Linked DNA regions of Mus musculus: all the other regions are linked to region 6. The links are chromatin contacts, called in public HiCAR-type and promoter capture Hi-C maps. All regions are on one chromosome and are shown on one strand. The core of a region is the stretch at or near the end of the contact, and the rest is flanking DNA. Distances in the headings are between cores, read along the strand shown. Region 1 holds the start of P4htm (prolyl 4-hydroxylase, transmembrane (endoplasmic reticulum)). Region 2 holds the start of Klhdc8b (kelch domain containing 8B). Region 3 holds the start of Impdh2 (inosine monophosphate dehydrogenase 2). Region 4 holds the start of Lamb2 (laminin, beta 2). Region 5 holds the start of Qrich1 (glutamine-rich 1). Region 6 holds the start of Smarcc1 (SWI/SNF related, matrix associated, actin dependent regulator of chromatin, subfamily c, member 1). Region 7 holds the start of Wdr6 (WD repeat domain 6).

What was found. Promoter capture Hi-C pulls out the DNA fragments that hold promoters and counts their contacts. HiCAR-type assays count read pairs that join an accessible place to other places.
Region 1: a promoter capture Hi-C map of cranial neural crest shows a contact between it and region 6. The contact joins the promoter of P4htm here to the promoter of Smarcc1 in region 6. A contact is called at or near these places in 2 of 39 promoter capture datasets (cranial neural crest and liver) and 1 of 115 datasets of contacts at active chromatin or transcription factors (astrocytes).
Region 2: a contact with region 6 is called in a promoter capture Hi-C map of cranial neural crest. The contact joins the promoter of Klhdc8b here to the promoter of Smarcc1 in region 6. A contact is called at or near these places in 2 of 39 promoter capture datasets (cranial neural crest and second pharyngeal arch cranial neural crest) and 1 of 115 datasets of contacts at active chromatin or transcription factors (astrocytes).
Region 3: a HiCAR-type map of astrocytes shows a contact between it and region 6, with 4 times the contacts expected there. The contact joins the promoter of Impdh2 here to the promoter of Smarcc1 in region 6. A contact is called at or near these places in 4 of 39 promoter capture datasets (the C10 cell line, cranial neural crest, embryonic stem cells and 1 more), 1 of 484 Hi-C or Micro-C datasets (B cells) and 1 of 115 datasets of contacts at active chromatin or transcription factors (astrocytes).
Region 4: a HiCAR-type map of astrocytes shows a contact between it and region 6, with 4 times the contacts expected there. The contact joins the promoter of Lamb2 here to the promoter of Smarcc1 in region 6. A contact is called at or near these places in 3 of 39 promoter capture datasets (the C10 cell line, cranial neural crest and liver) and 1 of 115 datasets of contacts at active chromatin or transcription factors (astrocytes).
Region 5: a promoter capture Hi-C map of second pharyngeal arch cranial neural crest shows a contact between it and region 6. The contact joins the promoter of Qrich1 here to the promoter of Smarcc1 in region 6. A contact is called at or near these places in 6 of 39 promoter capture datasets (cranial neural crest, embryonic stem cells, maxillary cranial neural crest and 3 more) and 3 of 115 datasets of contacts at active chromatin or transcription factors (astrocytes, embryonic forebrain and large pre-B cells).
Region 7: a contact with region 6 is called in a promoter capture Hi-C map of pre-B cells, with 6 times the contacts expected there. The contact joins the promoter of Wdr6 here to the promoter of Smarcc1 in region 6. A contact is called at or near these places in 3 of 39 promoter capture datasets (embryonic stem cells, liver and pre-B cells), 1 of 484 Hi-C or Micro-C datasets (B cells) and 2 of 115 datasets of contacts at active chromatin or transcription factors (astrocytes and large pre-B cells).

The regions. Positions count from the first base shown.
Region 1 is chr9:108,595,040-108,599,191 of GRCm38.p6, forward strand. It overlaps P4htm (prolyl 4-hydroxylase, transmembrane (endoplasmic reticulum)), which reads right to left and starts at 2,573. Exons shown (of 9, transcript NM_028944.4): 1 at 2,169-2,573; 2 at 1,860-1,941. The coding sequence starts at 2,525.
Region 2 is chr9:108,450,375-108,454,319 of GRCm38.p6, forward strand. Klhdc8b (kelch domain containing 8B) reads right to left here and starts at 2,427. Exons shown (of 6, transcript NM_001359428.1): 1 at 1,943-2,427; 2 at 502-1,017. The coding sequence starts at 877. It also overlaps a transcript of Ccdc71 not described here.
Region 3 is chr9:108,557,653-108,561,707 of GRCm38.p6, forward strand. Impdh2 (inosine monophosphate dehydrogenase 2) reads left to right here and starts at 2,784. Exons shown (of 14, transcript NM_011830.5): 1 at 2,784-2,979; 2 at 3,382-3,430; 3 at 3,945-4,046. The coding sequence starts at 2,882. It overlaps Qrich1 (glutamine-rich 1), which reads left to right. Exons shown (of 10, transcript NM_175143.5): 10 at 1,594-2,515. The coding sequence ends at 1,786.
Region 4 is chr9:108,477,241-108,481,228 of GRCm38.p6, forward strand. It overlaps Lamb2 (laminin, beta 2), which reads left to right and starts at 2,622. Exons shown (of 33, transcript NM_008483.3): 1 at 2,622-2,734; 2 at 2,818-2,903; 3 at 3,038-3,210; 4 at 3,298-3,433; 5 at 3,516-3,589. The coding sequence starts at 2,819.
Region 5 is chr9:108,515,279-108,519,268 of GRCm38.p6, forward strand. Qrich1 (glutamine-rich 1) reads left to right here and starts at 1,809. Exons shown (of 10, transcript NM_175143.5): 1 at 1,809-1,962. It overlaps Qars (glutaminyl-tRNA synthetase), which reads left to right. Exons shown (of 24, transcript NM_133794.2): 24 at 518-663. The coding sequence ends at 568.
Region 6 is chr9:110,130,657-110,134,486 of GRCm38.p6, forward strand. It overlaps Smarcc1 (SWI/SNF related, matrix associated, actin dependent regulator of chromatin, subfamily c, member 1), which reads left to right and starts at 1,368. Exons shown (of 28, transcript NM_009211.2): 1 at 1,368-1,652. The coding sequence starts at 1,461.
Region 7 is chr9:108,576,075-108,580,289 of GRCm38.p6, forward strand. It overlaps Wdr6 (WD repeat domain 6), which reads right to left and starts at 2,639. Exons shown (of 6, transcript NM_031392.3): 1 at 2,420-2,639; 2 at 1-508. The coding sequence starts at 2,519. It overlaps P4htm (prolyl 4-hydroxylase, transmembrane (endoplasmic reticulum)), which reads right to left. Exons shown (of 9, transcript NM_028944.4): 7 at 3,942-4,032; 8 at 3,642-3,765; 9 at 2,788-3,234. The coding sequence ends at 3,014.

The DNA.
Region 1 (4,152 bases), core at 1,323-3,822, 1.5 Mb before region 6:
TGGATGTTGGGAATGGAACCCAGATTCTATGTAACGAATAACAAGTGTTCTTCACCACGGAGCCAAAGAGAAGATTACACGCACAAACGAATAAAGGCCATCTCTTTAAAAAATGAGAAGAGACCGGAGAGTTGGCTCCGTGGTGAAGAGCACTTGCTGAGGTTATCTTTGGCCAGTATCTGCTACTAATCTGTCGCCTTCCAGAATCGGGGCAGTGTGGGAGCCTGGTAAGCAGGGCAGAGGACAACTTGTGGGACTGGGTCCTTGCTTTCTACCATGTGGGTCAGGTGTTGTAGCACCTTTATCTGCTCAGCCATCTCCTCAGAGATCTCTTTTTTTTTTTTTTTCCATTTTTTATTAGGTATTTAACTCATTTACATTTCCAATGCTATACCAAAAGTCCCCCATATCCACCCACCCCCACTCCCCTGCCCACCCACTCCCCCTTTTTGGCCCTGGTGTTCCCCTGTACTGGGGCATATAAAGTTTGCAAGTCCAATGGGCCTCTCTTTCCAGTGATGGCCGACTAGGCCATCTTTTGATATATATGCAGCTAGAGTCAAGAGCTCCGGGGTACTGGTTAGTTCATAATGTTGTTCCACCTATAGGGTTGCAGATCCCTTTAGCTCCTTGGCTACTTTCTCTAGCTCCTCCATTGGGAACCCTATGATCCATCCATTAGCTGACTGTGAGCATCCACTTCTGTGTTTGCTAGGCCCCGGCATAGTCTCACAAGAGACAGCTACATCTGGGTCCTTTCAATAAAATCTTGCTAGTGTATGCAATGGTGTCAGCGTTTGGATGCTGATTATGGGGTGGATCCCTGGATATGGCAGTCTCTACATGGTCCATCCAGAGATCTCTTAATGCTCTCTACAAACTCCATTCCTTAGCAGCCAAAGGCAGCCCTGGGTCTGCTGATTCACACCACCAAGGCCATGTATAGATTGTTTTTGTTTTGTTTTGTTTGTTTGCTGTCATTGTTGTTTTGATACAGGTTTTTCTCTGTGTAGTCTTGGCTGTCCTGAAACTTGCTCTGTAGATCAGGCTGGCCATGAACTCAGAGATCTACTCGCCTCTGCCTCCGAAGTGCTGGGATTAAAGGCAGGTGCCACCACTGCCCAGCTAGGGTTGCAGAAATTTAACCCAGGCAAGGTCTGTGGACATAGTGCCCTCCCCATGTTGACATTGATAGTCTTTGGAGGACTTGGGGGGGTCTCCACAACACCATGGTTAGGTGTTTGAAGCCTATCATCTACTAAGAACTCAGAAAACAGGAGCTGTGTGTGATGTGGCTAAAATGGGTCACCCTAATAGGCTCTGCCCATGAAGGGTGAAAGACAGGAGTCCTAAGAATCTTGAATACTGGAAGCAAGAAGTTGGGCCTTTGAATGGTGCCCCTCTGGGGGGGGGGGGGCCGCTGGCTTTGAGGGTTGTCAGTTCATTCCAATATGGACGGCCTGATTCTCATCAGACCACAGGATTAGCTTTGGGAATGTGATCTCCCCAGAGGCCCCCGGGTCAGCTGGCACCTGGTTATCAGTCTCTCACCCTGCCCTGATCTGGAAGGTGATAGATTCGTAGCACAGACTGCCCAAAGATAACTTCAATAAACAGTTGGAACATTTGTCTCAGGGTCGTGCTGCCCAGCCTATGATGGAAGGGTCCGCTGAGGGAAGTGTGGAAAACGAACCTCTCTGTCCGGTTACGGAAAAGGAAGCTCTATTTTAGTAAACTGGATTCAGAGAGCGCATCTACGAAGCAGCCATGTTCAAAATAGTAAACACACGGTCAAAAGAAGCCTTGGGGTGGACACTGCAGCCTCCCCGGCCCTTCCCAGAAGTGTCCTGCAGACTTACCAAAAAGCAGCGGCTTGAGGCTGAGGGTTCGGATGAAGTGATCCCTGCCCGCGACCACCTGGACTTTCCGCTCATATCCCACCTAAAGGAAAAATACACAGCAGGCAGCTGGTGTGCCAGGCCGCACTGCTCAAGAAAAAGTCCCGTGTCAGGGAGCGACAGTAGCAAAGTAAGTAGGCGCGCGCGTGACCCGCACACAGTGATGCGTGGGGCACCGTGGTGGCCCAGAGCTGAGCCACGGTTCCTTCTGGCTCGGCTTGGCAGTGCTTGAAGCTCCGCTCGGGGCGGGAGAGGAGGGGATGTTCTTACCTTGATGCCCTCCAGCCGGGTGAGGGGACCCAAGGTTGGCACTGGCTGGGGGCTCTGCTCGCGGCGCTGGGGTCCGGGGTCTGTGCTCTCGTCTCCGTTGCTGTAGTGCACGAAGAGCAGCAGGGCCAGCACGTTGCCCAAGTACAGGTGCACGAACACCATCAGCACCAAGAAGTAGGCACGGGAACAGATGCCCCGCGGCTTGCACAGTGGCCGCACCGGGGCGTCTTCACTATCGCCTGGTCTGGTCGCTGCCCCGGAAGGGCGATGCTCCGGTGGTAGCGGCCACTGAAGATTTGAGGCCTCCTCGACTGTCTCAGCCTCAGGCCGCTGCACGGTCGCCACCGCTGCCGCCATGGCGCCCAGGTCGCGCGCGCGCCCAGGGGAGGGGCCGCGGGGGTGCTCGCGTTGCGCAGTCGCTGGGACCCGGACGGCAGAGTCAGCGCGCCCGGCGGTCACTAGGAGACGGTGCTCCGGGATGCTGTGCCTACACGGAGCCGCACCCATCGGTCCATACTGAGATCCTGGGACCTCGCTCACACCCGGCTGGTCGTTTATGGAGCTGTATATACTCCAGTGCAGAAGGCCATCCACAAACATGGAGGCACATCAGCGGAGCACCGTTAGGACAGACACCATTGCAACTAGTAGTTTCTTGGTTCCCGGGAGAAGACGCCCCCCCCCCCCCCCCCCGGCCCCAGAAAGTGTAGTGGGCATTTTCTCACTCTTGGGAGAAGGGAGTCAGAGAGTGATAGAAATGGGACATACGACATAGTGGGATGCTGAGGCCAATGACTGCACACTGGATGATGAGATTATAGAGCAGTTCCCACGAGTTCGATTTATTTAACTAAAACATTTTATGTCTATGGGGTGGTTTGTTTATGGGTATGTGCACTCCATGCATGTCTGTATATGAGGACAGAAGGGGCGTTGGAGCTGGAGAGACTTACAGACGTTTTTAAGTCTCTATGTTGGTGCTGGGACTAGAACCGGTGTGTTCTCCAAGATGGATCTTAGCTAAAGAGCCTCTCTCCAGCTTCCGTTTTTGCTTTTATTAAAATTTTTTTCTTGTTGTTTTTTGTTTGTTTGTTTGTTTTGTTTTGTTTTGTTTTTTCGAGACAAGGTTTCCCTATGTAGCCCTGGCTGTCCTGGAACTCACTTTGTAGACCAGGCTGGCCTCAAACTCAGAAATCCCCCTGCCTCTTGCCTCCCGAGTGCTGGGATTAAAGGCATGCACCACTACACCCGGCTTATTATTAAATTGTTTTTAAACAATACACACAAACAAAAAACCAAACCAAACCAAAAAAAAAACCAAAAACAAAAAAACAAAAAAAACACCCCAAAACAAAAACCAACCCAGACAGGGTCTCATATAGTTCAGGCTTGCTCATCAAACTTGAAAGGAGCAGAGGATAAATTTATTCTCCTGCCTCCACCTCTCAGATGCTGAAGTTAGGGCTGGAGAGATGGCTCAGTGGTTAAGAGTACTGATTGCTCTTCCGAAGGTCCTGAGTTCAAATCCCAGCAACCACATGGTGGCTCACAACCATCAGTAATGAGATCTGATACCCTCTTCTGGAGTGTCTGAATATATATATTTTAAAATGCTGGAGTTACTAGGTATGCACCAAGATATTCAAGATATTCTTGAAGGTCCTTCGGCAGTCAGACTGGACCACTGAGGGAATCCTGCAAGTCAGACTTTGGTGAGAGGCTGCCCAGGGTGCCCAGGTTGGGCTCCACCCAGTGTCCCTCAAAATGAAGCAGGTGCTGTTTGTGACGCTTGCCTTAGCTCCTGGATGGGAAGAGGGAGGGTGGAAGGCTTTCCCCTAATCAGGACACCTCTGAAGAAAATAAAACTCAGATTATAAAGCAGCGGCCAAGGCATTTTTTTTTAAAACAGTAATTTTTCACAATGTATTATTAATTTTATATCTGATTCCCAGTAAATTCATGCTTGCTTTCTTTCTCTTCTTTC
Region 2 (3,945 bases), core at 1,177-3,676, 1.7 Mb before region 6:
GTCAGCTAGGGGCACATCCACAGGCCGTTGGGTGATATTGCCTGGCAGCTGGGGGCTTCCATGGCAACCATCTCCAGGTCGGCTTGGCCTTTGTCCACATCAGGATCCCTGGTGTGTGCTAGGGGTAGTGGGGGGGGGGGCACTAAGCACTTAAGCACTTGCTGGGCTCAGAGCCAAGGCCTTGCTCCCCTCCCCCTCCATACTATTTATAACTATGAGAGAGTCATTAGGCCACACCCCCCACTGCCTCTTAGTTACAAAGAACAGGACAGGGTAGTGGCTGGGGTCTCCCATTTTTCTGGGGGACCTTCTGGGCTCTGACCCCCCACCTCACAGCCCAGAAAAGGCAATTAACAGTAAACTGCGGCAAGCCTAGGTAAGAGAAAGGAGGCAAAGCCATGTCCAAGGCGGCACTTATCCAGCCTCTGTGATAATGGACTCTCCGGCAAGAGAAAAAAAAAGGAAGCTTGGGGCAACTGAGGGATGTTCTAAGCCACTCACCTCTCTCCACAGTCGCAACACCCATGGCCGCTTGAGGGAGGGTAGCCCGGCGCTCCCAGCGGCCTTCGTCAGCCAAGAAGGCCTCCACAGCAGCTACTGGGCTTTGGACTTCGTCCACGCCGCCTACCACTAGCACCTGCTTACCCAGAACCACAGCAGCGGCACCAGCCCGGGCAGTGGGCAGGGGTGCTAGTGCTAGCCATGTGTGTGAGCCCATGTCCAGAGTCTCAGCAGTATCCAGAGGTAACCCAGCCCGGCCACAGCCCCCCAACACCAGCAGGTGTCCGTCCTGGTGTGCCACTGTACCATATACCCGGCAAGTCGGCATTGGGGGGAACACCTGCCAAGCAAAGGCCCGACCACCTCCTGCAGCCATGGTACTCGCTCACTGCCCGTGGTAGGCCATAGTATCTGCTCAGGCTGTGGGCCTCACTGGGGGGACATGATAAGGCCTCATCTTGATTCTGTCAGGGCTGGATGGGTGTGTCTGCCCAGTCCAAGGGATCTTGCCTTGACCTGGAGGGGAGGCAGAAAACAAAGGGTCAGGGCCACTGTCAAGAAACAGATGAACAACATGTAGCTGAAGGCAGGCCAGGCCCAAAACCACTCGTGCAGAAAGACCCACACCTTTGACTAACACTCTACTGGTGAAGGTCCTTCTATAGTGGGAAGAATAGATTCCAGGTACCCAGAAGGCGTTCTCGGTTCTTGTGGGAACATGAGGGATTCTTCCCTCCCCAACCTTAAGAACTAGCAAATAGTAACTTGATCAATTTAGAGTGGAAGGGAAGATAGAGCCCAAATCTCCATCCTAGCGTGCTTCCTGTCCCAACAAGTCTTATCTCAGTGCTCCAAGAGAGTTCTGCATCCTCTACACACTGGCATCTAGTGTGCCTTCAACAACCTGGGTCCAGCCATCAGGGTCCCTCATCCTGTAGTCCTTACAAGAAGGATCTTCTACAAGGTATAACCATTTATATCAGCAAAAGGCCAGTCTCATATGCGAGACCCAAAGGGGCTAGACTCCAGGATTCCACACTCCCTTTGAAGTCCATCCTTTATGGGTGTGGCGATGCCAGCAGATTCCCTGCTGAGGAGGTTTTAAAAGGCTGGTGTAGAGAATCTCTTGAGCACAGGATTAGAAGGTCCCTGAGTCCAGGGCTTTTCCTGTAGGAATAAACGGCTGGATTCCTGACACCCCCCACCCAAGAGCACATTCCTTAGCCTCCCCTTTTGCTGTGTGTGTATCTCTCTGTGTCTATGTCTCTATGTGTATGCTGGGGGTCTCCACTCTCAGTCCCGGGATTTAACAGGGACGGCCTCCTGGCCCCAAACTTCCAACTCAAAGGAGAGTGGGGGGCGGGTCTGGCTAGTGGGTTTAATTAAGGTTCTATCCTTCATGCCCCAAACTTCCCCTGCGCGAGGTTCCCGCGGGACTCACCTGCTGGATCTCAAATGTCGCCAGGGCACGGGGTCCGCTGTTCCGCCTCCGCCTCCGCTGGCTCCGGCTAGGGCTGAAGCTGGGCTCTGGTGGGGCTCCCGCACCGCTCCGGCGTGGGGCGGGGCTGGACCGGGTCCGCCCCTCGCTCCCCCCTCCCCAGATTCGGGGAAACCTCCTCCCGCCTTAACTCTGCACATGCCACGGCAGGAGTAGGGCGCACCGACCCACGGTCACCCAAAATGAACAGACAGGCATATGGACATCCGGCCGGCCAGGATTTAGGGCTCTACCTGGGGCGATGATAGAAATGAGGCAGCGGCGAGCAACACAACACCGGTATGGTGGGATCGGAGGCGGGTGTCGTTGTGAGTCGGATCCACTCTGGGTACAATCAGCCAGGGGCTAGCCAGTGGAACCTGGGGCCTTTAGGGGTCGGAGTCCGCCCATCACAACTGAGCTTGGAGGTGCCAAACCACAAGCTTCCCAGCGGCGCCCCCTAGAGGCCACTAGGGCTGTAGCCTGGGCCTCTGGTTGGGGAGCCCAGCCGAGCTGTCCTAACCATGACACAAAGCAGGACACAGAAAAGATCCCTTAGTGTATATGGAGACTAGCAGCTTGTAGGGTGGAGGGGCAGACTGTACTAGCCTTGGGGCCTATCTAGACCTTCTTTATAGAAAAGTAGGTTATTTTTGCTTCGATCCGAGCAGTGGATGTGCACAATCAGCCAGATGCCAGGAGTCTCTCTGCCTAATGCTACTCTGGGGCTACTACTCAGAGGTTGGGTGACTGTTCATCTTCAGGGTACAGAGCTCATCTCTAGCCAACTCCGTGGTCATGTGATAGCAAACTGGTGTGACAAAGACTCCCCTGGAGTGAGAATTCTGAAATTTTGATTTCTTTTAACATCAGAGAAATCGTATAGGAATATGTTTTTGTTTTAATGCCAGGTGTGGAGATACGGGGCTGCTTCCCAGCAGCTGACTACGATTTGCCTGTGTTCTAGCAAAAGCAGGGTTTTGCCAGCTGCACATAGTTTCTGTGATTGTGTTATGTTTGGAATTCTGGGTACTTCTCAGAGGATATAAGTTTGAGAGCCCTGGGGGGTGGATGGGTGGTTGTTGGCCATCAGTGGGGAGGGGACTAGTTGCAGTTTGTTAGTTGTCAAAAGAAATTAGATTCAAGGACCTCTATTTATCTCTCCCCTCTATCCTTCTTTCTCTCCTATCTAGTGATAGGGGTTGAAACTGGGGGATGAAGGGTGGGAAAAAAACCCACAAAGTAGCAAAGACCAGCTGCATCCACCTACCTCTGATTCACACTTTGGCTCAGCCTATCTTGTGAGCATTCTGATCAGCCGAAGCTTCCAGTTGGAAAGCTTGTGTGAACAGCTCCTGCACTTGTCTGTGTCTGCTCATTGATTCCGACCCTTTTGTGTACAGTGTTTAGCTTAATTTTCCCAACGCAGATCTTGAGGCAGTGACACAAGTGTGTGTGGTTAGTGTAGGAGGTGAAGCCAGGAAGCACCCGCAGAGAAGTAGCAAGAAGACCAAGGAAAGCAGCCAATAAAGGAGGTACCATCAGTTACCACCGTGGGTAACTGCAACCTGGGGATTCTGGGAGGTGACTAGAAACATGGGTCTTATATTGTTACTGCTCCCAAGAACAAGGGGACCTAAGAAACCCACCTTCACATCCCCAGGGATCATACAGTACTAATGCCTTTGCATGCCCAAAATTCTGACTGTCCAAAATGTGGATGAACCCTTCTTTATGACTAAATAGAGCCTATAGCTCTCTCAGTGGTTGTCAGTTTGAAGTGAAGGGCATGTCTAGAAATGATGGCGCAAAGACTGGCCTCAAACTGCACAGACTCTAAAGGGCCCTTCTCTACCACTCAGTGCCAAGTCTCCCATCCTCAGGCTGCTCCTCACTTGGGGCTCTGGTATGTACCCCATGTTCTCGTGTCCTCATGTTCCCCACTGTCCCTGTTCTAAGCCCCCTCT
Region 3 (4,055 bases), core at 1,534-4,033, 1.6 Mb before region 6:
AACTCAGAAATCCGCCTGCCTCTGCCTCCCAAGTGCTGGGATTAAAGGCGTGTGCCACCTCGCCCTGCGAGAAACCCTTTCTTGAAAACAAGAAAAATAATAAAGATGTACACAGATACCAAAAGAGAAATTAGGGGTGTTGGCTCAGGATTAGAGTGATAATGTCTGGTGTGCCCTGAATTAAATCCTCAGTACTGCCAAAGAAATGACTTTTGTTTGGAGTCACAAAAAAACTCTCTGTATAACCTAGGTTATCCTGAGACTCACTTAGATCAGGTTGGCCTCAGACTTGAATTCACACTGTCTACCTCCCTCTGCCTCTTGAGTGCTCAGAGTAATGGTCTCTCCCACCACACCTAGCCAAAAAGTGTCATATACACAACACTATAGTATAAATGGATCATGAACTCCACTAGCCACTTCTTTTGAGACATTGTTTCTTCTATGTAGCTTTGGGTGGCCTATAAATCATTCTGTAACTAGGCTGGCCTCACACAAGAGATCTGTCTGCCTTTGACAGACAGTACTGAGGTTAAAAGTGTGCATCACCACAGCAGGCTCTGACGTAACTTCACAGAGGGTATACAGGTACAAAGGCTTTTTTCTTTACTTTCTTTCTTTTTTATAGTATAGAATAGAGTTTATTAAGGGCAAAGGGGGGGAGTCAAGAGGATAGTAGTGGCAGAAAAGGCAGAGAGGGGGAGAGAATAGAGAAGTAGAGGCCAGCCATGAGCATGTGGAGAGAAGGGGGGAAGGGAATAGGGAAGAGAGGGGGAAGGGAATAGCCCAAGAGGGCAAGAGAGAAGCAAGAGCAGCTTTTTTCTTTTAAAATCACACGGTGGACATTGTCACTGGCTCAAAGTTTATTGCTGGTGCCATCAGCATAGGGGTGTTGGGGTTCCTTTAGGTTTCTGATTGTATTCTTGTCATAGCAGGTTGGTACATCCTCTTCCTATCAATGTCAGAACAGCTTTTGTGGCTATGGGTCTTTGTACTTTCATTAGAATAAAACCTTCAGTGAGTTCGTCACTCTTCTATAAGTGATGAACAATTTCCCAATGCACTTGCATTGCTATTTCATGTCTGCTGCTTGAAAAGCCCATAACCATACTTTACATCCAAGAGTTTTCCCTTTTCTGGACATTACTAGCAGCTCCAATAAAGCATATTTAGATCGCCTACCTTTGTCCTCAGCTATTTCCTCTGTCGCTCTTACCTAGTATCAGTTCTTACATATTTTTATAACATGTCAGGAACCCTGCCCACTTAATTAACATCTGTACCTAATATAAAGCTGACACATGTTCCTTAAATTTTGAGTGGATGAGGGAATGGCTGTGAGACTGTTGGAGCACGCTGAGTACTGAAGAGGTACTGAGTACTGAAGAGGTACTGAGCCCAGAGAAGGTGGTTATTGGCCTTTGCTGCTGAGTTAAAAACAATGTGGGTAAACAGCTGGAGCTAGGTCTTCTAGATGCTTATCTGCTGCCAATGGGATATAGATAGATTTAAGTAGTTCAACCTGAAATTGTTTGGGAGGCTCAAACAGGAAGGGTTAGAATTATGCTATTACTTACTGAAATTCTTCTTCAGCCCTCAGAGTGTGAAAGGCCGAAATGACACCTTTTACCTGACACCTGAGCCAGTTGTAGCTCCCAACAGCCCAATCTGGTACTCAGTCCAGCCTATCAGCAGAGAACAGATGGGACAGATGCTGACCCGGATCCTGGTTATACGAGAAATCCAAGAAGCCATTGCCGTGGCCAATGCAACCACCATGCACTGAGGTGCCTCAGCTATAGGAAAAAAGATCCAGGAAAAACCAGACAGACTTTCACACTAAAGGAGAGGCCTCCACATTTTTTTTTAATTTGTAGTTATGATGCTTTTCAGGCTACTTCTGTTCAAAATGTAAAAGACGATATTGCCCTCTTTGCATCTTCATAAAATGGGCAGACCCCTGGTTCATAGGGATCTGGGTTTTCTGAGAACCTGGTGTCCTAGGAAGTGGTTGGCTTTTTCTTTTCTCTTTTTTTCTTTTGTCTGGGGCGTGGGGAAAGGAACTTGGACTGTATGGAGAGATACAGACCCTTCCCTTCCTCAGGGAAGATGGAGCTGCTGATGCATCAGCCTGTCACTCGGAATCGGCAAACTTTACTGACCACTCAGAGCCACATTTGTTTTTTGTTTTTTGTTTTTTTTTTTTGTAATGCTCAGACATAAACTTAACATCTTGATGGAAGAAGAATAAGGGGAACTTCAATTATGATTTTTATCCAGACAATTTCTATTACACCCTTCTTTATGACAAGTGACATAAAAGTTAAAGTAAAAACTTTACCATGCGCTTTTTTTTTTTTTTGGCCTAACATTGAGGCCTTAAAAATGAGGCTCCTGTGCCTGATGGAATTCTTGTAACATACACTTGTGTATCATATAAAGATACCACTCTTTCTCTTATGTATTCTTATTCTAGTTGTTTATTAAGAATGACAAGCACGTCTTTTCAACAAGCTACTGGAGAACGTGTCTTTATTTGGGGGAGGAGCTCTGCGGGGGCGGGGGAGTGGAAACAAAACTTAATTGAATGGGCCTGGATCCTGCTGTGGTGGGATGCGGGGAGGGGTGGGACAGGAAACAGGCCTTTGGCCTTGGGCCTGTGAGCTCGATAAGCACGTGGTTACCCAGCTCTGCCAGCTCCGCCTCTATACGGGGCGTGGCCCTCAGTACGCACGCCCTACGCCTGGCGTCATCGACGCACGCAACGTGTGACGGAATAATCTAGTTTATATTGGCGCGGTCCGGACGGCAGAGGCCTCTGCGGCGCGGTCCTCGGAGCGGCGCGGTTCTCGGAGCCACGCGTCTGTCTTCCTCCGTGGTCATGGCGGACTACCTGATTAGCGGAGGCACCTCTTACGTGCCGGACGACGGGCTCACAGCGCAGCAGCTCTTCAACTGCGGGGACGGCCTCACCTACAAGTGCGGGTCTAGGGCACCCATCGGGGCGAGGCGAGGGGCCGCACGCTGGCGAGAAGGCCGGATGAGGGAGGGCTTCATTGAAACTGGTGGGAGCGGATGGGGAACAGAATCCGGGAATTCCTTATCGCCGAAGACTAACTTCGACATATGTGAAGCAGGGGCAGGGGTTTAGAGGGTGATTTCAATAGTATTTAATACTTGAGTCGTGAGACACAGTTCTCTGGATATGTGGAATATGTTAGCGTGCACTAATGACACCTCGGTGGCATCCACCCAGTGACATTTTGCCTGTGTCACACTTGCTGGTACAACTCCCTGCTCAAGAGTTTTATGGGATGATATATGGAGTTGAAGTTTCTTGGTGTCACAAGCCTGAGAGACCTGCTTATTTCCCTCCTACAGTGATTTTCTCATTCTTCCTGGGTATATCGACTTCACTGCAGATCAGGTGGTGAGTAATAAGGCACTGGATTTTTGGTTTGGGGGGTTCCTTTTTTTTTTTTTTTTTTTTCTGAGACAGGGTTTCTCTGTATAGCCCTGGCTGTCCTGGAACTCACTCTGTAGACCAGGCTGGCCTTGAACTCAGAAATCCGCCTGCCTCTGCCTCCCAAGTGCTGGGATTAAAGGCGTGCGCTACTTCTGCCTGGCTCTATTTTGTTTTTGAGACAGCCTGCCTACATTACTTTGGCTGTTCCAGAAGTGGTTTTGTTGACCCTAATTATTAGTGTCAACGCTCAGTCTTGTTTCTGAGTGGGTACTGTTATTACAGTAGGCATGTGCCCCTGTACCCACTCTAGGAACTGGATTGGTAAATATCTAGGAGGGGTAAGATGCTGCTGTTCGTTACTGTGAGCTTACTGCACCAGGCTAGGCTTTGTGGTGAACATGGCAGCTCACCCAGGGCTCCTGGGATGGACCCTGAGGAATAAGCTGTATTTTCCTTTGCTGGTCCTTTTTCTCCTCAGGACTTGACGTCTGCTCTAACTAAGAAGATTACACTAAAGACCCCATTGGTTTCCTCACCCATGGACACTGTCACAGAGGCTGGAATGGCCATCGCGATGGCGGTAAGGCTT
Region 4 (3,988 bases), core at 1,372-3,871, 1.7 Mb before region 6:
TTGGTATTTGAACTCAGGACCTTTGGAAGAACAGTCAGTGCTCTTAACTGCTGAGCCATCTCTCCAGCCCTCAGCCTTCATGAGTCTGCCTTAACCTTTCACCTGTGTCCACTTTAATGAAACATTCCTTCTCGAGTTCGCCCCAGCCAAACACCATCCAACCAACTTTCCAAAGAACCCTTAAGTTTCCACTTCAACATTTTATTTATTTATCTTGTGTGGGTGGGAGCTGAAGAGGGATGGGTCAATAGGATGCTGATGCTGGACCCACATCCCCTGGAAACCCCTGACAGAACCGGAGTAGTGGATGGAAATGTGGGATACTGTGAGAGATGTTACCTTGTGAGGACTCTCTCCAAGGGGCAGGCTGAGTGAGGGTTAGCAGGAGCTGAGACACACATTCTTCAGTCTATCTCCCATCTTGTTTGTAGTAACTTTTCAGCCTGTGCTTCTGTGCTCTGTGGGAATCCGTCCTTTCCCTTGAACCCTGTCTATTGCATAGGGTTCTCTAAATGCCTCCCACAGATTATATCCTATAACCTGGACATAGCAGTCATAAATTTGGAGCATTTATCAGGAATGGGCACAATGTTACTGAGCCATACAGGGAGCCCCAGGAAACTATAGCTTAGACTTGGGGATGCAGGAAGACAGAGTCCACATCTGACCCTGCCTCACCAACTCCAGGATATCCAGGCCACAGCAAGCTTCACAGACATCCAGGTCTGGAAAACATTGTTTTATGCACTAAGGCTCTGGGATATGGCTGCCCTGCAAATAGCCATTCGGATCATCCAGTGTGTCTTTGTGGCTACATGTTGACTTGTGTATGTATGTCTGTTCAGAGTGGAAGGCAGAGGTGGGTGGTCTTGATGCTATTGAGGCGTACTCACAGGGCTGAACAGACTTTCCAGGGGAACGCTAGTAAGCTGGCGAGTGTTTCACAGTTGCCTGGGCACGCAGCTCAAGTGCTACAGTGTGCCTGGCATCCATGAATCCCAAGCCTTCATCCCCTGAATATCATGCACATGTCGGGGCACACACATCTCTTACTAAAGAAGAACCAGGAGGGGTGAGTTCAAGGTTAGCCCTAGAAACAGGAGATTCTGTCTCAGAAATAAAAAACAAAACGGACAGCTGGGCATGGTGGCGCACGCCTTTAATCCCAACACTGGGGAGGCAGAGGCAGGCAGATTTCTGAGTTCAAGGCCAGCCTGGTCTACAAAGTGAGTTCCAGGACAGCCAGGGCTATACAAAGAAACCCTGTCTCGAAATAAATAAATAAATAAATAAATAAATAACCCTGTCTCTAAATAAATAAATAAATAAATATGACTCTATGATGTCCCTCATTGGCCGTCTAACCTTGAGACTAGAACTATCATGTAACTCCCTCTAATGCCCTTAGCCCCATCCTGCCCCTTTATCGAGTGATCTAAAATTCTGACCTATCACCTCTAGCATACCAGAGCTTCCCTAGATTGCTCACAGGACTCCTCTAGGTGACAGGAGAGTCTACTCTAGTGACAGGGAAAATCAGCGGATTGACTGCCCCGCCCCCATCCTCCTTTGTGAGGCGGAAAGTTTCCTCTGAACTTTCAGCTTTCCCACAGGCGCCTGCAGCTTCCAGTAATCTTTGCTTGATCTCCAGCAGTCTGTTCATAGCGGTGGCACTCAAAGCAAGCCGTACGGACCTGAACCCACCCTCTTCCCGCCTGAAGTCCCAGGGGTCTGGGTGGGGCGCGCGCCTAGTGGGTGCGCGCATTCCAACCCTCCGCTCCCGGGCTGCCAGGCGACTGGAAAGTCCGGCGTGGATAAATAGTCACAAGATTCGGATTCACTTGTTGCTGGTGGTCCAGAGTCTGTCACCCAGAACCCATCCTCTGGGTAACTGAGTAGCCACAGCCCATTTTAATCAGGAAACAGGCAACCTTTCTCGCAACCCATTTGCTGGAGTGCTTATGGACGGTCGAGTTCCTCGGAGTTCTGTTTCAGGCAGTAGTGCGTGGCCTTTCCAGTATCTCCGAGAGCTCAGTCCTAGTCTATCCTTTGGGGCGTCCTAAACCTTTCCACAGGTACAATAGAATTCTAGCTTGCACCTTTCCCATCCATCTCCCGACTGATGCTGTAACCCTGGGAGCCCCGCGGCTGATTTGTGGTTTCCATAGTGACACCAGGACAAAGGCCATAAGCTCCTTCCATCTGCCTTCCTGATACACAAAGATCACAAACCTCTCGATTTACCTCTGCCACCCGCCAACTCCACGAGCCCTCTTCCTGTCCCCTGAATGCCATGCTTGCCAGCAACCCCTGGTTCACATCGGGACTTAAGGGATCCGATGAAGATATGTGGACCAGGATGCTCTGTCTTTGAGCAGCCTACTCTAATTTCTTTTTGGATGCTCCCTTTTAGTTCCTCGAACTAAGCTGCTTCTTTGCTAAGTACACATCTGCTAAATAAACTTCAGCTTAAAAAGAAAGTGGATGAAGTAACCAAAGTCTGGTTCTTAGGATGAGGGTTGTCTGCAGCGGGCAGGGGTATGGTAGGGGGTGGGGTGCTATCCTCAGTTATAATCCTATTTTAGATCCACTCCGTGTTTTACTTCCTTCCCTTGCTTTCCAACTTTACTCAAAGTCGTCAGAGTCTCTCAGATTGTGGAGGAGTGACTGCTAGGTCCGACCCTGGACAGATTGAGGGCCTGGAGGGACACCAGCCCAGTACCCACACGGTCGGGTCAGCATCAGCCCCAAGGGAGGTGGTGGGCTTTCGTCTGTGGACTCTTTATCTCTCTTTATCTCTATTTTACTTTTCTTCAGGATGGAGTGGGCCTCAGGAGAACCAGGGAGGGGCAGGCAGGGACAGCCTTTGCCATGGGAACTTCGCTTGGGCCTACTTCTAAGTGGTGAGGGGGCCTGGTGAGGCCTAAGGTTGTGGGATGTGATGGTAGGTCCAGGGGTGGCAGGCTGTTCCCAGGGGCCCAAGGGATGGGGCTAGTCACCAGGAGTCCTGCTGAGCTGATTGACCCACTGTCCTCAGTGCTGGCTGCCACATTGGCCCAGGCCCCGTCCTTGGATGTACCTGGCTGTTCTCGAGGAAGCTGCTATCCAGCCACCGGTGACCTGTTGGTGGGCCGTGCGGACAGACTGACGGCCTCATCCACGTGTGGCTTGCATAGCCCTCAACCCTACTGTATTGTCAGTCACCTGCAGGTGCTTCTGGGGCCCCAGAGGAGAGGGCTGGGTCAGGGTGGGGTCGGCCCCAGCTAAGGTACCTATCCTACACTCCACCCAATCCAGGACGAAAAGAAGTGTTTCCTGTGTGACTCCCGACGTCCCTTCTCTGCTCGAGACAACCCAAATAGTCATCGGATCCAGAATGTAGTCACCAGCTTTGCGCCACAACGCCGGACAGCCTGGTGGCAATCGGAGAACGGTGAGCCCCTGAGTAGGTCATCAGGATGACTAGGGCTTGTAACCAGTAACCGCAGAACCTTGACCCCCTATTCCTGCTGCAGGGGTTCCAATGGTCACCATCCAACTGGACCTGGAAGCTGAGTTTCATTTCACCCACCTCATTATGACGTTCAAGGTGCCTGCGCGTCAGCGAACCCGCCTGATTTTGCTTTGCTTCTCAGTACCCCCTAACAGAGTCCTAGCTCTACAACGAAGCTTCCCTGAGCTCCTGTGTTGTGCTCTATGTGTGAAGCATGGTCACGTCCTGCATGGCTTCCATAGTTGAACACCTCTGCACATGCTCTCTTGTGCCCCATTCCTAGGCTAAGTCAGATACAGTCTCTCTGGGTCTCGTGGTATTTTAACCTGCCTGTCAGAGGTGGCTGTCCTCCCTGGTCTGATCATGGTCTGGCTTTCCTAGTCTTTCCCATGTGTCTGAGATGCTCAGCAGTGATCATGACTAAGCAGAGCTCTCCGTAACCTAGGCTGGACTGAAGTCCTGGTTCCTGCTAGTCAGACATGTCCTCCTTCCCCA
Region 5 (3,990 bases), core at 559-3,058, 1.6 Mb before region 6:
AGCTGTTCACTGTGATAAACACTCTCCCTACATCCCCTTAGCATTCTCCAAATAAGTTGGGAGGGACATTCATTACTTTCCAGTTAAGTCCAAGCACAAAATTTTATAGGGCTCTAACTTTTTTTAAGATTTATTTTATTTTATGTTAGTATGCTGCTGCTGTCTTCAGACACACCAGAAGAGGGCATCAGATCCCATTACAGATGGTTGTGAGCCATCATGTTGTGAATTGAACTCAGAACCTCTGGAAGAGCAGTCGGTGCTCTCAACTGCTGAGCCACCTCTCCAGCCCCGGCCCTAACTTTTTTACTCTTCAAAGTAGCAGGCAAGCTTAGAGTTTGTCATAATCCTCATGAAACTAAGGCACAGCACAGGCATCTAGTCCTTTATCTGAAATTACAGAGTTATTGACAACCTTGGTACCTCACCTCCATGATACCTCACCTCCTAGGTGATGAAGGGGAAGTAAGAAGCCCGGTTCGGGGTTGTTGGTCATTTTTCTTCTACTGCCTTTCAGATTGTCTTCAACCGAACTGTCACACTAAAAGAAGACCCAGGCAAAATATGAACTGAATACATGTGGCCCTACCTCATCCTGGAGGCTGGGGGTGCCCTTCAGCACTCCACACTCCGTTTCAATAAAGAATAACTAAATCCCTCTGGCGTCTCTCTGTTGTCTGCCTTTCTAATATCTGAGGACCCTGGAGAAATAGTTTGTTAGCTGGCAGTGGTGGGTCTCATATGTCTTCTGGAAGAATGCACTTCCCCAGAAAAGAGCCAGCCACAAAGTCACTACTGCACTTGGTTCTCAAAGGCAGGTGCATGGCTGGAATTAGCTCAGCACTTACTATGATAAACCTGAGAACCCCAGAGATGCTGTTGCACAGTCACCAGTCCTATGGAGGGATCTAGGTTTGTGTCTTTGTGGCTAGAGATCAAGAGACACATGACCCCCCGTGTGATCATTTAGAAAAAAGCCCTGTCAACTATTTAAGCATAGTGAGATAAATCATGAATGCTGTTGTGGCCTTTCCAGTTTGGGGACCCCAGCAAACTCCCTGGATGTCTATACGGTGCTGAGATGAGATTCCTGGCTATGCTGGCCCTTGGATTGGACCCCGTCTCAGAAATTGACTTCTGAAGAATTTGAAGATTAGAGTTTGCTAGGACAGGAACAAGTGCAGAAGGCACTAAGGTTTGCCCCAGACTGAGGGCCCCCTGGGTTGCTGGGAGCTTCTGGTGAGGCTGTAGGTGAGTGCCTGCAGCTTTAAAGCCTTCCACATTTTCCCTGTATACAAACACTAGGCTACCCAAGGCCTGCTTTAAGGTGGACCTGACTGTGGCAAAGCGATCTCAGATGAGAGGTGGTGCTGGGGGTTCCTGAAGCTGTTTTCTCCCGTGCACTAACGCCCCGAGCGCTTCCCAGGCGCGGCACAATGGTTAAAGCTGCGCCCAGTTCAGGGGTTTGAAAGGGGGCCACCTTAACCACGAGGCCGAGCTAGGCCCGGCCCCGCCTCGCGTGGAACTGTGCAACTAGAGGAGGCGCTAGCGGGACACCGTAGGTGGCTTCAAAAAGCATGCTTTCAGACCCAGGGCAGGGGCAAAATACCCCTGGATGCTGAACCCCGGGCCTAAGCCCCGCCCCGCATGGAGGGGTGCCCATGGGCGTGGCGCTCCTTCCCACAACGAGGGGTACGCTCTCCACTCCAACCGGTTCCCTCTGTGGCTGCAGCGTTCCCTTTAAGCCTGGCAGGCAGCTCTCGCGGGATCCGACGCTCCGGTTCTCGCGAGAAGGGCCTTCGGCTCCCATTGGCCGTGAGGGCTGAATGTAAGATGGCGCCCAGGGAGCTGTGAGGAGAAAATCCTGTCGGTCTCGGAGCGGCGACGGCAGAACCGAGGCCCCGGGCGGTGAAGCGGGGCCGGCGGGTAGAACGGAGGCAGCGGCGGCGGTGACGTCGCCGGGTGAGGGCTCTGGTGAGGGCGGGGACGCAGCAAGGCTCTGGCTCGAAGGCGGCAGGCCCACCCTACACAACGGCGGGCGGGCGGGGGCGGGCGGGCCGCTGCCGCTGGGCCCAGGCGACCTCAGGGCGGCTTCAGAGCGGAGAACGTCCCTCGGCTCGCGAGCCTCCGCCCCACGGGTGGGGGAGGGGCGGGCCTGAGGGGCGGGTGGGCGCGGCGCACGGGGGCGCGCGGAGGCGCGCGCGCACGAGCGTGGCTTTTTTTTTTCTTTTTTTTTTTTTTCTCATTTTTCTGCGCGCGCGCGTGCGTTATCGTGCGCGCTGTGCGGTCCTCTCGTTGCGCGTAGCCGCCCGACGTGCGCGTCCCCGTTGGCTCTCAGCTGTGGCCCGTGGGCTAGAACGGCTTCCGGGGCGCGCGCCACCCCGCGACCCCCCGGTTTTGCGGCGCGCGCCCTGCTGTTGGTCGCTCACGCTGTCCGGAGTGCGCGCCGGACGCCCCTTCCAAGAGGAGGGCAGACGGGCGGGCGGGCGAGCGGCCTGGCGGACGACCGACCTGCCGACTGGGGAAGGTTGAGGGTTGGGCCCTTGTCCTCGTGACGTCCGGGGCAGCGGTGGCCTAGGTCTGCGGAGAAACATAGCGGCTTTGCGGTCTGGCTTGCGGCTCCGCTCCTCCGGGAGGCGGACAGGAGTGCTCGTACTAACTGAAGAATGCTGTTACTTAAGCGAGGCCCAAGGACTGGGTGGGTGCTTGGGGAGGGTGCTGCTCTGCTTGGGAAACCGAGTCCTGCTGGCCGGAGAGGGCATTGGGTCCCCATGGGTTTCCTCACCTTGTACTGGTGCTTTGTGCTGAGGAGAGAAGGTTACCATTACCAGGCCCCGCTTTTCTTCCATTAGAACCGATTCTTCCATAAGCGCAGTTGATACACGTCACCTCTGTGCGCTCCGGAAAGAGATCCTCCTCTGTATATGGTATCAAACTCTCGGAGCTCTAAAATTCCGCTTTAAATCCTCACTTAAATGCAGCCTCCCCCCCCCCTTTTTTTTTTCCACCTCCGCGTGGGTGGGAGGGGCTTGCCTTTCTGTTCTTGATAAGGGCTGTTTCTTAACCTTGATTAACTTGATCAATGCTTTGCCGGTTTTTTTCTTTGTAATTTCTAAAATGTCCAGCAAAAATTTCTAAAATCTGCCTGTCACTATAAAAACTATGTAACTGAAGTTCTTCTCAGCTTTTTTTTTTCTTTCCACATTTTGTTTCAGTGCTGTGATCTTCTATCTAGGAAATTCTAGGTTTGTGATGGAGAAATACACAGCTCTTTTTTTCTAAGACAAAACATCTGCTAGTTTATTTTTACAATTTTGTTACATTAAGCCTGAGGAAAAGCAAGCTAAAAGGATTTTTATTCCTTTTAGTAGCAACCAAACTTTGATAGTAATGACTTTTTTTTAATATACTGTATTTTTTTAAGAACAAAGTTAAAACTTAAAAAGAGGCTGAGGATGGAAGGAACTTCTTTGTTCTATCTTCTTCAGAATGTTAGAAGTCTTAAGAACTCAGGACAAGCAGCAGACATACATGCAACATGGTGACTGGTGAGTTAAAAATCATTCATACGCTGGAAGTATGTGTGCAGTCCGTTACCCCCCAACCCCTTGGTAATACTGAAACTTTACAAATCTTGTCATTCTTTCTTGGTGTTGTCTGCTAGAAGCTGCTACCTACTAGGAAACTGCTGATGAGGGAAACGGTATTAGTTTGTTCATTGGACAACAGTCCCTAAAATCGAAGTCAGTGGAATATTCATGATTAACATTGCAAAGCATCAGCTAAGAACCTAAATGGTTTTCCAAAACAAACAGAATACAACAACAACAACAACAAAAAAAAACTGTCCTCTTTGTTGAGGATGTGTCTGTGAACTTTTTGTACCATTTAAGCTTGCTTATTCTAGTTTACTTTTTTTTTCTTTTCTTTTTTTTAAACCAATGTTTCCATCAACTAGTATTTACCTGTTAGGTAACTTCTAGTTTTCTG
Region 6 (3,830 bases), core at 118-2,617:
CTGCCTGTAGAAGTCAGAGGACAAGTTAGTTGGTTGGTTCTCTCCTTCCATTGTTCCAGTTCCAGAATTGAATTTAGGTCGTCACTATTGGCATTACCCGCTGAGCCATTTCACTGCCCTGCTCCATTTTGTTGTTGAGACAGGGTCTCTGTATGTAGTCTTGGAACTCACTATGGTAACAAGCTGGCCTAAAAGTCAGCGACCTCCTGAGTGCTAGGATTACTACCACCCAGAATTAGGTATGGGTGATGTATGTGTGCCACAGTACACAGTCAGGGTGTAACTTCGTGAAGAATTTCACCTTCTACTTTTATGAGAATTCTGGGGTTCCAACTCAGGTTGCCAAGCTTTTTAAGAACTGAGCCAAATACATAACCTGAGACAACTAGTCTCTTTTGTTTGTTCAGGCAGGGAGGGTTTCCTGTAGCCCTGGTTGTCCTGGCTTTCAAGCTCTATGTACATCAGGCAGGCCTGGAACTCAGAAAACCTCCTGCTTCTACCTTATGGGATTAAAGGCGTGCACACTACATCTTCTAGGCTATCTCCATTTTTTTTTAAGGTCTATAAACTCATCACACCTCCTCACTTGGAGCTTCGTGAACATATCATGTTCACGTTTCCAATACAGCCAATACATTGTTTACAATGTAAACTTTCAGCCTTCATATAGCCTTCAAATGTAGATAAAGCGTCCAGTTCCCAACGCGGATGATAAAAACACCAGGTTGAAGAGAGAGCTACAAAAAAAACCGTTGGGTAATTGTGATCACTTGTTCACTCAGGGACTGGTTTTCTGGAATACTTTTAAAGTGATGAATTTGAGAGAGTGCGAATCACAAAGGAAGATAATGTCCAGGTCGCAGAAGTAGCTGGAGCTAGGCCGACTAAGCAGAAACCATCTGATGTGGTTCGAGAAACATTAATGAAGCCCCAAGAAAGACTAGGTCTTTAATGCAGGTCCCCAAACCGACGCGGCCTCCGGGACTAGCAGGAATTGCTTACTAGCGCTCGGGGGCGGGTACGCGGGGGGGTGGGGTGGGGTGGGGCTCGGCTCGCACTGCACACCCTAGACCGCTTTTTCTAGTAGAGATACAGAACCTCCTTGAGATTGTTGACCGCCTAACGAATAGACAAACGGGGCCCGGAAGAGTCATTCGTAGTGTCTACCAACAGCAGAGGCTGAGGCTCAGTTCCGAGAGACCAGAGGAAAAGGCGGGCAGCCTCAGTCCGTAGGGGACTACCGGCGTGCTGCGCATGCGTACGCCCGCTCTCAGTGCCTGTTCGTTGCAGCTTTAGGGTCCAGAAGGGGCGTGGCCGCGCCTCGGCGCCGGAAGAGGGTTGGCTGGGCGGGGCTAGGAGGAGGAGGAGGAGGTGGCATCTGCGCGCGCGCGCGCGGGTGCGAACGGGAAACGCCGCGAGGGCCAGGCTAGGCCGGGCGGTAGACACGACGGACGGTGACTATGGCCGCGACAGCGGGTGGCGGTCCGGGAGCAGCAGCAGGCGCCGTGGGTGCAGGGGGTGCGGCGGCGGCCTCCGGGCTGGCCGTGTACCGGAGGAAGGACGGGGGCCCGGCCAGCAAGTTTTGGGAGAGCCCGGACACGGTGTCCCAGCTAGATTCGGTGCGAGTCTGGCTGGGCAAGCACTACAAGAAGGTGGGTTCGCGCGCGCCCGTGGGGACCGAGGAGCCACGCGACGGGGGCTGATGGTGGCTGCCCGCTTCGCATGTCTGGGGCCGCCCCTCCCCCCCCCCCTCCGCGCGCCACGAGGGACAACAAAGGCCGGCTCGGCGCTTGCCACGCCCCCGCGGGCGACTAGGCACGCGGCGACCTGGCCCCAGCTGCTGGCTCTCTGGGGCCCACGTACTCGCGTGGGAAGCCCCATCTCACTCTCTCTTATGTGCAGGAGAGGTGGAACTGGACAGAGTCGCAGAGCGTGTGTTTCTGTTCTTTTGTTAGCTGCCTTAGGTGTGTGAACAAAGAGCCCATCCTAATAAAAGTATCTTGAAGTTTTGTTTAGAGACCAGTTGTTGAGCGTCTAGGTAACTAAGGGCTTGCTACCCTATGTGGATTAGTAGGGGACCTTGGATGACTGGCCTTGTGGATTCATGTAGGTTTAAACCTTGTATTGTACAATTGATATAGAACTATTAAAAGTGTTGGTTTTCCACTTCATTGTACTTTAGGTGGTGTGTAAGGATGTGAGTACAAGCGAGAGTTAGGTTTTTTTGTTTGTTTGTTTTGTTTTTCGTAGCCCTGGCTGTCCTGGAACTCACTTTGTAGACCAGGCTGGCCTCGAACTCAGAAATCCTCCTGCCTCTGCCTCCCAAGTGCTGGGATTAAAGGCATGCGCCACCACACCTGGCGAGAGCTTAGTTTTTATCATATATATATTTTTTGCAATGTTAATTTTTTTGGGAAAAGTGTGTTTCCCGTACTTTAGAATGCAAATTCTGCTGAGTCAGTTGTTTTACAAAAGTCGTGAATTAACCCTTTGTTGACACTTTAAAAAGAATTACAACTATTTACTTTGGAGGGGTACACACAACTCCTGTTTTCATGTCCACTTAAGCAAATCAATTCTCCTCGAACACCATACTGGTCCAGGAATTGAACTTAGATACTTTTTTTTTTTTCAGAGACAGGGTTTCTCTGTATAGCCCTGGCTGTCCTGGAACTCACTTTGTAGACCAGGCTGGCCTCGAACTCAGAAATCAGCCTGCCTCTGCCTCCCAAGTGCTGGGATCAAAGGCATGGGCCACCCGGCTTGAATTTAGATCTTGATGCTTGTGACAAGTGCTTTTACCCATGTGTTTCCACCTCACTGGCCCCAATAATACCTCTAGTAAAATTTCACCTTTATATAAATGTTGAAAAATGAATCCCTTAGTTGATATGATGAAACATCCAAAACACTTCCTCTACTCTTAAATTAAGTAGTAGTGGTTACCCCATTGCGGACCCAGAGTGGGTGTTGAGATTTACAAGCCTGAAAATGCATCTCCATGTCCTGGCTCATAGTTGACATTTAACTGTCTCACCTTGCATAATAGTTGTTTAGTGTTTGTTGAATGAATGAAAAGTTAAACTAGGACCTGGGGATTTAAATCAGTTTGTAGAGTGTTTGTTTAGCATGGGTTAGGTCTAGAGTTTGAACCCCAGCACCCAGCAGAGAGCCACCAAAACCAGGCATTGGTGGCTCTCTGCTGCAGTCTTTTGAGAGGTGTGAAGTTCAAGGCCATCCTTTGTATGGATGGAAGGTTAAGACAAGCCTCAAGTACCAATATCAGACTCTGTCTTAAAAAACTAAAAAGGGACAGACTAGTCTGAACCATTTCATTCAGTGTCTGCAGCTTAGTGAAGCCTATTTGTGTTTGACAGGGAGCTTGGGTTGCTTTGGTAATACACTGGTGTTTTCAGAAGTGGTCATGTCTCTAAAGCTTTGAAGTCAGAAATACAGTTGACTTATTTCTGCTTGGTGTACCTTACACTTTGTCCTCTTCCTCCTCTCCCTGCTCTCCCGTTTCTGACACCATCTCACTATTTAGTCCAGACTAGCCTCAGACTTAGAAAGAGCTGCCTCCTGTCTTCGCCTAGGATTGTAGGCATGGGCCACACACTGGTTCATTAATTATTTCTATTGCATTTTACAGTGTATTTAGGACATACAAATGTAAAGGTTTCTTTGTGTGCGGAACATGCATGTCAGTGTCCACAGAGGCCAGCAGAGGGCGTCTCATTCCTTGGACCCGGATGTAAACTGTATTATCCGGGTGCTGGGACCTGAACTCTGGTCTTTGGGAAGAACAGTAAGCAGTCTTTTATCCTCTGAGC
Region 7 (4,215 bases), core at 1,389-3,888, 1.6 Mb before region 6:
CGGTCAGGGGCCACGGGTTTGTTGTCTGTTAAAGCAGTGGCTGGGTACCAGATCAGGAGCTCATTGGAAACCGCGCCAGCCACGATGGTCAGTTCCTTCCAGGTGTCACCAACCAGGCAGGCTGAGGACAGGGTACACCTGTCTGTGCAGGGGACGTCCTGCAGCATGCACCCTATCACTGGGTCATACAGTACCACCGAGTTGTGGCCCAAGGCCACGGCTACGTTACCCTCGATCCAGCGGACATCCCAGATCCAGTCGGACATGTTCCACAGGCCAGAGCGCCAGAGCTCCCGAAGATGGCTTTGACCCCAGCTGACTTTCACAACTTTGAGGCCCTTGCTCCCAAACACAGCTATCATGGCCTCAGAGTCCAGGTCTCCTTTAGGCTCTGGTCGCACTCGGAACCCATGGATGAGAAAGTGACCAAGCAGGTTCTGGACTCTCTTCACCATTCGGAGATGCCCACCAAGGTCCAAGTTGTACACCAGTAAATCAGGCCCCTCGCCTAGACAGAGGTAAAGAGCCACATCAGCACCACACACGCACGCACGCACCTGATCCTAGGACGCATGAGTGGAGCAGGCCACTCCTTAGCATACAGACTCAGAATATACCAGGACACAGCATCCTACCAAACCCGTGCCTCCACTTCAGCCGGACCTCAACTGCAAAGGCACACTCCTGTCAGTCACTCGTTTTTGTGGTAAGGTTCTCTCAGAGAGCCCAGGTTGGCCTTGAATTCAAGATCCTCTTGCCTCAACCTCGAATCTGCTGGGACTGTGGCAGTATGCTGTCATGCCTGGCTATCCATCACCCTTAATGACAGTCACTAGGATTTCCTCTGGTGCACACCATCCTTACACTTCAGATGGAAAGCCCTTGCTCTGCTCTAGCCCAAACTCTCAGCTCCACCTGCCTCTGCATGCATTTTCCAGATTCTCCCTCCCTTAGGGAAAAGGCTGTGTCGACCTTTGCACCCTTTAGCCATCAGCATCCTTCATCAGTCTAATCCCTGAGGCTCAACAGAGGCGATGGGGTGGGTAGGTATGTGGTTTTGTGTGTGTGTGTGTGTGTGTGTGTGTGTGTGTGTTTGTGTGTGTGCATGCGTGCTGAAGCTGCCCACACTTTGGCAGGCAGGGGTGAGGCTTGCATTCTGGCCCCACCCCTGGACAGCTGTGAGATCGTCCTTTGTATGCGACTGAGACTTAAAAGCAACAAGGCTTGGGAGGAGAGATGAGGTGCAGGTATTAAGAACCTGGACAGCATTTAACACAGCAGAATCAAAGCTAGCGTCTTCTGAGTTAGGAACATTCCTAACTTGTGCTCAAGAGGGGCTTGTCCAGGGCCTCCCTCTATACAAATCCACATACTTCCCGGGGAATCTCTTACACCCCCATACATGTGTATAGAACCCACAGACGTTTTCTAGAATGGGACTCTCAGCTCCCTTTTGGTCATCTTGCAGCCGTTTGTTTCCCACGATCTCCTCCTCCTCGGACTCGTCAGGATTCCTCATTACCTTACTCCTCTCTTAATGTCTCTTTCTTCAAAATTCTACGGATTTCATTTCCTGAAGTTTGCCGGTCCCACCTCCAGAGAGTTTAGCTCACTGGAGCAACCCAATGTTTGCACTTGCACACACACGCACGCACACGCACACACACACATCAACTCTAGAATATACCCTCACCACAAGACAAACACGCAGCCCTGCTGAGGCTAATAATGGCTGACCCAAGGCCTAATTGTCAGTGCCAAGGGTCCTTGTAAAACCCAACACCACCATCACCAAAGGATGGCTTCGCATCAGGCCCTACTGCTTCCAGGACACTTGGCACCTCAGAGCCATCTCAGACCTTTACCACCAGACACTGAGACATGTGATTACTAACCCAGTTGGCTCAGACCCCCCAGTTGGTTCTCCAGAGGAACCTAAGCCCCAGCCTCTCTGGATACTGCTCTACTCAGAAAGCAATTTTTTGGCCCCCTCATCTTTGGGGGCGGAGCTTCAACCCTCTCCAGAAGCCACACTCCCGCCACACCCCCTGAGGCTGCCCTTTTTTTTTTTTTCTTCCTCTCCAGGGGTTTTGATCATTTGCGTTCACCTGAGGGTGCAACGTCCCTCCCCCAACATGGAACGACTGCGTCCCCCACACCTTCAAGCGTCTCTGTCCACCCTTTCCAAGCTGGCTGCAATTTATGAAGAGCTGCCACTGTCTCTCGAGCCCCGCCCTCCTCCGCCGGCCTGTGTTTCCCGCCACCTCCGAACCTGCCTTATTCCCCCCACTCCCACCCCTCGCCAGTCCCCAGCCCGCTGCCCATCCTCCTCCCCAGGGCATCCCTTTGTCCGGTGCGACCACCCAGGGAGAGGCTAGTTCTTCGCCCGCTAGCACGACTAGAGCCGACCAAGCCTCACCCGCCAGCAGCCTGTCCCCAACACACTCCAGACCCGTAACCGGGAGGAGTATGAGCTCGGAAGTCGCCCGCGGCCAGACATAGTCCCCGAAAGCGTCCATGACGTTCCTGGAGCTGCTGTGGCTGCCACGGACAAGAAGAGAGCTGCGTTCTCGCGAGAACCAGCCGTCTGGAGAGCCGCGCTGCAGAGCTCCGAAGCCCTTAGCTACAGGTAGCAAAGCCCTGGCGCTGGGCTGCGGACGTCCAATGACGACCCTGTCCCCCACGCGATCCCGCTCCTGATTGGCCGGATCAGAGTCACCCCCCCACACACACACACATGAGACTAGCCGGGAGGGGCGGTGGGCCTCCCCTCCCCCAAGCGGGCGCTTAGCTCGCCGGCCCCTGGCTGGAAGCCCTGTAGTTTTATTTAACGGAGCAGCATGGAGGCTGTACACCAATAAATAACGTGAATGTAGGAACTGCGCCTTTGATCGCGGCTGCAGGCAGGGAGGGCTAGGGCAAGAGGTCGGCCAGAACTTCAGTCTGCAGTAGGACAGAGGACCTGCAGGGTCTTTGACGTTGGGCAGCGGGTGATTCGCATCAGGGCCTTGCGTCAGAGCTCCACACGGGCATCACTGTAGGCTCGGTCCAAGGCCCACTCGGGTTGTGAGTCCATGCCACCTTCCCGAGCCAGACGAGCCATCTCCTGCTGGAACAAGGCTTGCCGTGCCCGGCTAGGGTCCACATTGATCCAGTTGTTAGCGATCCACTTGGTGCCGCGGGTGACCAGGCAGCCCCCATGCAACGAGTAGTCGTCCACTTCACCCACCCAGCCTGGGGTAAGAAGGTGACATGAACAAAGGACAAGTTAGGGAGGGGAAAACCCTAGATTGGCTCAGCCTGAGCTGTGCACACATCTAATCCCCATGGAAGGACTTGGCGTCTCACCCACTAAGGCATGGTCAACATACTGGCCCTTAAAATTAACCAAGCTTCCTTGCTTCTGAGCTTGGCTATAGCTCTTCCCAGCCTGGGTTGTGGAGAGAAGTTTCCCTGCCCCAGACAGCAGGAAGGCTGGTGCGCAAGGACGGTGGGCGGAGATAACCGAAGATACTGTACTAGTGCTACTGTGCTTTGAAATCCCTGGCTATGGAAGACAGGAACAGTCCTCCAGGAGAGCAGGAGGGAGAGATGAGTTCCCTCAGAGAAGCCCAAGACCTGGCCATGAGTAAAGCCCTCACCTTGCCCATCAGGAAGGTAGTTGTACCAAAAGACTGCAGTTCCTTGCTGGGGCTTGACACGAAGGTTGCCCTTGTCACAGTGCCTTCGAGTGTCCCGGAGATCGACATCATCCTGAATCAGACTCTGTAGGCAACAAGGTGAGGCTGTTTGTGGACTGCCTGCCATTGCAGGACCAGGCAGCCAAGGTTGGCTGGAGGGAAAACAGGCAGATGTGCCCTCGTCCCAGCTCTGGAAGGGTGTGTACACACTTGCCCAAGGCCCTACCAGCCCAAGAGTAATAACAGCTCACTGGCCCTTACCATTTCATCATAGGTCCTGTTGTCTGCCACAGGGAAGACGGTCTCACCCCCACCGGTGACATTGTTCAAATAAAACAGCACTGTCATGTAGCTGTAAGGCAGGGGGAGGCTGCTGAGTAGATCCCCAACATTCCCACTTGTGGGCAGGATACCCAGGGCCCACAGGGTCAGGCTAGGATAGCTAAGACATCTCCAGCCCTCTTCCCCACAGAGTCACTCTCCTTGTGTGGCCAAGATCGCAGGTGCACTTAGGTAAGTTTGTGACCTTAAACCA